Regions from separate parts of the Mus musculus genome. Here region 2 is linked to region 1. A link is a contact called in public HiChIP or PLAC-seq data. All regions are on one chromosome and are shown on one strand. The core of a region is the stretch at or near the end of the contact, and the rest is flanking DNA. Distances in the headings are between cores, read along the strand shown.

Evidence for each region. HiChIP or PLAC-seq counts read pairs in DNA pulled down with a chosen protein or histone mark.
Region 2: a FOXA1 HiChIP or PLAC-seq map of pancreatic cancer cells shows a contact between it and region 1. The contact joins the promoter of Guca1b here to the promoter of Mea1 in region 1. A contact is called at or near these places in 1 of 39 promoter capture datasets (liver) and 1 of 115 datasets of contacts at active chromatin or transcription factors (pancreatic cancer cells).

What each region holds. Positions count from the first base shown.
Region 1 is chr17:46,679,312-46,682,921 of GRCm38.p6, reverse strand. It overlaps Mea1 (male enhanced antigen 1), which reads right to left and starts at 1,801. Exons shown (of 4, transcript NM_010787.2): 1 at 1,717-1,801; 2 at 1,025-1,305; 3 at 811-913; 4 at 1-203. The coding sequence starts at 1,294. The coding sequence ends at 52. It overlaps Klhdc3 (kelch domain containing 3), which reads left to right and starts at 1,992. Exons shown (of 12, transcript NM_027910.3): 1 at 1,992-2,220.
Region 2 is chr17:47,383,393-47,387,002 of GRCm38.p6, reverse strand. It overlaps Guca1b (guanylate cyclase activator 1B), which reads right to left and starts at 1,610. Exons shown (of 4, transcript NM_146079.1): 1 at 1,307-1,610. The coding sequence starts at 1,513.

The sequences.
Region 1 (3,610 bases), core at 552-3,051:
TGTGCTGGTCCTGACTTGGAATGTAGGGAGGTAAGGCAGCTCGCTCTCTGGTCACTTCCAGGCAGGGGATGCCTGCCGGGCTTGGAGGGCTTTCTGTACCACATCTTCCCACTGAGCGTCCGAGATCTCCCGAGCCCAGGCAGGAACCCCTGGTGCAGGCAGGCTTACTCCAGCCATCGTCCTTTTCACCAGCTCTACATGTTCTGAAAGCACAGCCAGACTGGTTAGGGAATAAAGAACGGGACCAGCAGCCGGGCGTGGTGGCGCACGCCTTTAATCCCAGCACTCGGGAGGCAGAGGCAGGCGGATTTCTGAGTTCGAGGCCAGCCTGGTCTACAAAGTGAGCTCCAGGACAGCCAGGGCTATACAGAGAAACCCTGTCTCGAAAACCCAAAAAAAAAAAAAAAAAAAAAAAAAAGAACGGGACCAGCTCCTCTCTCCCTAGTGCCTCAGTCAGCCCAAGACCCCCAACACATCATCACGCCCTCATTATTGCCAGGTCTGCCCATTCCCAAGTCTAGTGAGACAGCATTTCACTTAGATTCTGAAGTCCACAAAATCTCAGGTAACGAAATTTTTAGGAATAAAGTGATCTTGTTTGGGGGTGAGGGGGAGAATGGGGGGCATTGTATTCGGTTTTTCTCTGTGCAGCCCTGACTCTCCTGGAATTTGCTCTGTAGACCAGGAGACCACCAGCCTGCCTCTGCCTCATGAGCGCTGGGATTAAAGGTGTGCACCACCATGCCCAGTTCTTACTAGTTTTTGGTAATTATTTCTAAATGAAGGAATGAGCTTTGGTTGTTTTTGTACCTGGGTCCATGGGGATAGAGCTGTGGCTGCTCAATGCGGCGGCTCCCTCCTCATCTTCATCCTCACTCTCCAATGGAGGGTCTGGCAGATGAAGCCCCAGGGCCTGCAGAACCAGAGAAGATAATTTGTTAGGCGCCCCTCCCCCTGCCATTATGATAAACAGCTGTTGGTACATTCCATCTCATCTGCTTAGTAACAGCATCCTCCACCATACCTGGATCCGATCTTGGATGTCAGCAGCTCCATCTTCTCCTTCACCCACTGGTGCCAATTCCACCTCTTCTTGTTCAGGGTCTTGATTGAGGGGCTGGTACGAGTAGCCTGCTGGGCCTGCTCCTGTTTCCTCCTGCTCTTCCTCGGGTTCTTCACTGCTCCAATCCCCAGTTCCTTCTGTAGGACCCTGATGTGGCCCTAAGTCCTCAGTCTGATTGGGGAAGATACGCTCAGGGCCCATGGTGTCTCCCCCTAGAACTACTGCTGCCATCCGGGCAGGGGCTGCAGGGACAGAAAGGCGGGATAGGGATGGGATGAAACCAGGTCTCCTTTCACGTTCAGCCACCCACTTCCCTCTCGCATGGAACTTGCATCTTCCTCCCGTCTCTCCTGCCTCCCTGTCTCAAGTTTGGGTTCTCATATTGAGCTGGAGCACACACGTCTTTAACTCGCCCGATTCCTAAATGAACCGACCACCGGAGGGTTTCACCTCTTCCTAAAAGCCTCTTCCCAGAACCTCGCCCCTCTCACCACGCCCCTCCTCTGGAGGTAACTGCTGGTCGCCAGGCTACCCACCATAGCGCGTCCCCGCCCCTCATTCCCTCTATTCCGGGGGAGTGTAGTACCGCCTGGCAAAAACCCCTTCAGGCCCAGGGTCTCCCCTTCAATGGCCCCAGCTACAGAGTCCCCTACCCGCCCCACTGATTCTCGGCGTTGGTATTTCCTCGCGCCTCACCCTCTCAGAGCCCACAGCCGGACCCGCACCTTCACTTCCGGCGGGGCAGGACATGCTGGGGCTCTTAGTCCTCCAGCCCCGCCCCGTGCCCGAGACTGACGCAAGCGAGGACAAGTCCGCCTCTTGCCCCGCCTCCGCCATCCCCTGCCCGGACCACAAAGAACTACATTACCCAGTGACCCTCAGGCGTGCGACGTGAACTGGTGTTCTGCGCATGCGCACAAACCGGCCCCGCCCACCCGCTCCCCATCTTTCGGCCCTGGGGTAATTCGTGGACTACAAGTCCCTGAAGCTGTCGGGCCGGCAATTCTCACTGCACGTGCGCGTCCCGCTGCCCGCCGGAAGGACGAAGTCTGGCAGTGTTTATCTCGTTGGGGACCGAGGAATCGGTTGGCGGGCAACGGGTTCTAGGCTGCTGGCAGCGCGAGGACCCGCGGCCCCACCCCGGCCCGGCCTGGCAGGTAGCCTGGGATGGGTTGGGGGGATGAGGAAAATTGAAGGGACAGGCGACGCCCATTGCCTACGGCTGGGGCCGCGCGGGAGGGGCTGAGAAGGCTGAGCTGGGGGTGGGGAGGGAGCTAGGGGGATGCTGGGAAAGAGGAGTGTTAATGGTCCGCGAAAGGGTTAGGGGAAAATGGCCTGGAGACGGGTGGGAGAGACCTGGTGGCTGGAGGAAGCGCTGAGAGAAGTGGACGAGTGGGTTCCGAAGAGAATCAGGAAGCTGAGCATAATGGCAGGGGGAGGGGGCAGTGTGGCGTCGTGGGGGAGGGGCGGCTGAGAAAGGTGGACTACAACCGGAGACCAGTCTCATTCACAGAGCGGTATGGTTGGCAGGGGATAAGAATGGCTTGCTTCCCTTCGTGAACTTAGACGAGTTAGAGGGCTCTGGTGTGGACCTTGAAGTGGTGGGAGGAGGAACTGCAAGGCTCTCGGGAAATTAAGAAGGGAAGGGGCGCGAGCAGGGAGGGGAAGCCGACCTCAGGGGCTGGGATGTTGAAAATGGCCTATTGGTGGGAAATGCTGGAGACCCAGAGATAACGTATAACCTCCTGCCTCCGAGTTCTCCTTAGGAAGATGGAGTCTTCCTCCGTCTGCCACTGGGATTGTAGTCTTATCTTTGTGCATTTTCGTTTTATCTGGACTTACTTTCAAAGGAGAGTAAAAGATATGAAGGAGGTTGATAGGCTCTCCACCACCACGTTCTTTCCTTTCTTTCTCTATTTTTTGTTTGTTTTTTTTTTTTGAGACAGGTTCTTGTAGCTCTGGCTAATTTGGGACTTACTGTGTAGACCCAGGTGGCTGACCTTAATTACACAGACATCCCCCTGCCTCCATGCCCCAGCACGAGTGCCTTGGACTTGGATTCTTAAGCTTTCAGTCCTCTTTCTCTGATAAGCAAAAATTGAAGAGCCTGAGTAATGAAGGAACAGTTTAACTTTTGGCTGCTGCTGTTTCACATTGAGAGAGATGGCTACTTAAAGTATACAGTGAAAGGTTGTGGGGGCAGTTGATTCATGAAAGCTGCGTCTGTCCCCTTGAAGGGAACCTCCTTTGCTTGAGGTGCACCCACCCCACCCCCGAGGTTTTTCCTCCCTGCCAAGGATTTTTGAACAGGAAGTGAATGATCACCCAAACCCAGCAGATGTCTCCTGGCAAAGGCATCGCTAGTTGCAAAAAGATTTGCCTGAAAGAGCTCTCAGATATACCTGTTATCACTAGGCTGGCCGGCTGTCTTTACAAAGCCGTGGCCCCTCTCATCTTTGGGGCTTTCTCTTGTCCTGCCCAAAGGTATTTTTGCTTTCTTTCCTCTTTCCAATCTACACTCCTACCCCATCTCTCCTCTAGAGACCC
Region 2 (3,610 bases), core at 361-2,860, 700 kb before region 1:
GTCCACTAGACGCTGGCCATGCCAGTGTGAAGACCTGAGTTCCTTCCCTAGCTCCTACATCAAAGGCTGGGTGTGGGGGTGCGGGGTGCAGGGCTGGAGGCTTAGCAGTTAGGGCAGGTGCTTAATTCTCTTCTCAGCACCTCTGCGGGCAGTTCATAACCACCTGTAAACCCCAGTTTCATGGGAACCACACTGCCCTCTTGTGGTCCCCTCAGGCACTGCATGCACATGCACACACCTATATATGATTTAAAATCATTGCAAACACTGTCTGTAGTGGCACCTACTTACTGTTTGTCTCTGTGCTGAGAGAATAGACACAGGAGGGGGTTGGAGCTCTAGGTAATGAGATGGTGTCACAGAAACAGGCTGGCTGCGCCCTAGGGACTGACACCTGAGGTCAATCTCTGGTCTCCGTATGCATACAAGTGTACCCCTCCATTCGTGAAGGATGCATGCTCTCTCTCTCTCTCTCTCTCTCTCTCTCTCTCTCTCTCTCTCTCTCACACACACACACACACACAATTATTATCTGTGCATTAAGTAATTCAGTGCCTTTTGGCTGCCGGTGCCACTGGAAGGCATTTGATTTGTGCAATTCCCCATGACTTAAAGCATGGAGGAGAAGGCTCAGTAGTTAATTAAGAGTACTTACTGGTCTATCTGAGGACTGGTGTTTGGAACCCACCCACCCTACATTGGGTAGCTTGAAAATATGTGTAACTAGCTCTGATGTATCTGATGCCCCCTTCTGGCCTCCATGGGTACCTATACAACTTCACAGACACACACACACACACACACACACACACACACACACACACACACACACACACACACTGTCAGCTATCCCTTCCATATATATTTTTTAAAAACTTGAAAGTGCTTTTGCAACTATCCACTCTCCTCCCAGGCAAGTGAAGCCCCTGCCAGCATCCCCCAGAGGGAAGAACGGAGCAGCCGCCATCTGAAGGATCCTGGCAAGGTGCTCTTGATCTGAGATAAGAGAGCTTTGGGATCTCTCTCTCCCTTGTACTGAGAGCAGCAGAGGTTCTATCGGGTTTGTAAAAGCATGTCCTTTTGCTGCAAAGCCTTGGCCTAAAAAGCCCAGAGAAAACCCAGACTGTGTGCCAGTGACCTTCGGCCCTCAGGAAGATGTGAGGAGCCAGTAAGAAGAAGGGAGGGACGAATGATGGAGGGCGGCGGGGAGGGTGGGGGCAGGAGGGATGGAGAGGAGGGCAGCTGAGCGGAACTGTAGTCTCACTGAACGGGTGGGTCACAGGTCCTCCCCTGCTGGGTTCCTTACCCCATTCTTGTCGAAGGCTCGGAACATGCTCTCTACATACTGGCTGGCCTCCTCATTGCCCGTGACCTTGAAGAAGCGCTTGAACTCGTGCATGAAGAGCGTCCCACTGGGACACTCCACGACAAACTTCTTGTACCACTCCTGCAACTCCGCCACATCCATCTCCCCGGCCGCCTCCGCCTCTTCCCAGCTCAGCTGCTGCCCCATCCCGGCTTTTAGAAAGAGACTCAGCCAGGCCCGCTACCTCCTCCAAGTCCTCCGCTGACCTTAGGCTCCTCTCTCCTTGGTCTGAGCAGCCCTTTCACTGTCTCGGGGAAACTGAACTTGATTGGTTGTGAAGGGACCTCCAGAAGGGAGGGGCAGACCCCGGGCAGCTTAGCGGTGTAAAGACCATTAGGAGATTCCTGGGGAGGTCTGACCTCCAGAAAGCTAAGCTTCCTCTGCCTCGCCCCTCCACAGGTCCAGTGAGAGGCAGGCTATGAGGGTAAGAGCCTGGGGGATGGGGTGGGGTGGGGGCAGGGCTCTTGGTCCACCAGTGTCTGCAGCTCCCTTACAGACCATGCCTGAATCTTGAAGGACAGATGCGTCTCTCCAGCCCTTCTCTCCGTGATTGCTCCCATCCACTCCTGAGCACTAACCCGCGGGCAGGACCCAGGAGAGTGGTCCACAGTGTCTGCAAGGGCTCTGATACTAAAGGCCACATGACCTTGCTTTAAGCAGCGGTTACACATTCACTAGGTTGACCAAGCACATAGTTATTACATGCTGAATCAAGTACATATTCATTGCTCATGACTATAATCCCAGCACTGGAGAAGCAGAAGGGTCTCGAGTTCAAAACCACTCTGGGTTGCCCTGTTGACACAGGGGGACACTCCCACTCCCACCGCATCAATAACAAAAACAACCAAAGTAGATATTTATGCTATCTTTTAGATTTCATTTTTTGAGACAGGTTCTCACGTTGCAGTTCTGGCTAGCCTTGAATTCACTATGTAGACCAGAAAGGCCTTGAACTCACAGAGATCTACCTGTCGTCTCTAACTCTCAAATGCTGGGTGCTGGGATTAAAGGTGTTTCCTACCATGCTTGGCTAGATCTTATTTTTATTTTATGTAAAGAAGTGTGTGTGTGTGTGTGTGTGTGTGTGTGTGTGTGTAGCATCACATGTGTGCAGTGCTCATAGAGGCCAGAAGAGGTTGTCAGGTCCCCCAGACTGGAGTTAATTCATTGTGAGTCACCATGTGGGTGCTGGAAACTGAATCTGGGTACTCTGCAAGAACAAGTGTTTTTTTAATTATTGAGCCATCTCTCCAACATTTGTGCTTATTTTATTTTTTTTAAAAATGTGTTTTTATTATTTTAAAAATGTATGTGTGTGTGTATGGTGAGGGTTGTGCTCATGAGAGTGCAGTGCCCACTGAGGCCAGAAGAGGGCGGTAGATCTCTTGGAGCTGGAGTCACAGGCAGTTGTGAACCACCTAACATGTGTGCTCATATCGGAACTCAGGTCCTCTACAAGAGCAGAACAAGCTCCTAACCACTGAGCAATACCTCCAGCCCATTAGAACCTATGTTGGTTTTTAAGCCGTGTGAAGTAGTGCACACTTGTGAGCCTGTCCTTGGGATGGATGCTCATTGTGGAATTGGCCTGACCTCATGGCTCAGTGATCTTTGTCACCTGACACCCTGATTCCTTTGAATCTCACCATTAGTCTCCAGGTAAGGCCTCTACCTCCACTGTCATCCTTTCCAGGACTAGACACGTTTTCTCCCATGTCCCACATTTCTCTGGGCCTGAGGTTTGGGCTGGTGCTTTCCTTGTGCCCCACTGTTGTCTGCAATGGCCCCTGTCCCTCCTCAAACCACCTGCCCCAAGGCTGGAGAAGATGGCTCAGTAGTTAAGAGTCCTTTCTACTCTTCTGAAGAGACTGAGTTGGGTTCCCATTAACCACACTGAACAGTTTACAACTAACTGCCTGTGATTCCAGTTTCAGGGGGCTCCAATGCCTCTTCTGGCTTCTGCAGGCACCTGATATACATACCATCAAACACACACACCTAAGTAAAAATGAGGAAGAATGTAAATGTCTGTCCCTTTGAAGCCATGCCTTGCTGTTTTACTTTTTTCCCTCTCTGTCCTTCAACAGGGATGTCCCTGACTCAGGCAGCATTCCCATGACTGCCAAGTGAATGACTGGCCCTGCCCATGCCAACTCATGGGCCCTTGGCTTCCTCGGTTGTTTTTTGTTTGCTTAGCTAATTCTTTTGGGTCTGTGTGAGTACAGGCACACATGTACACAG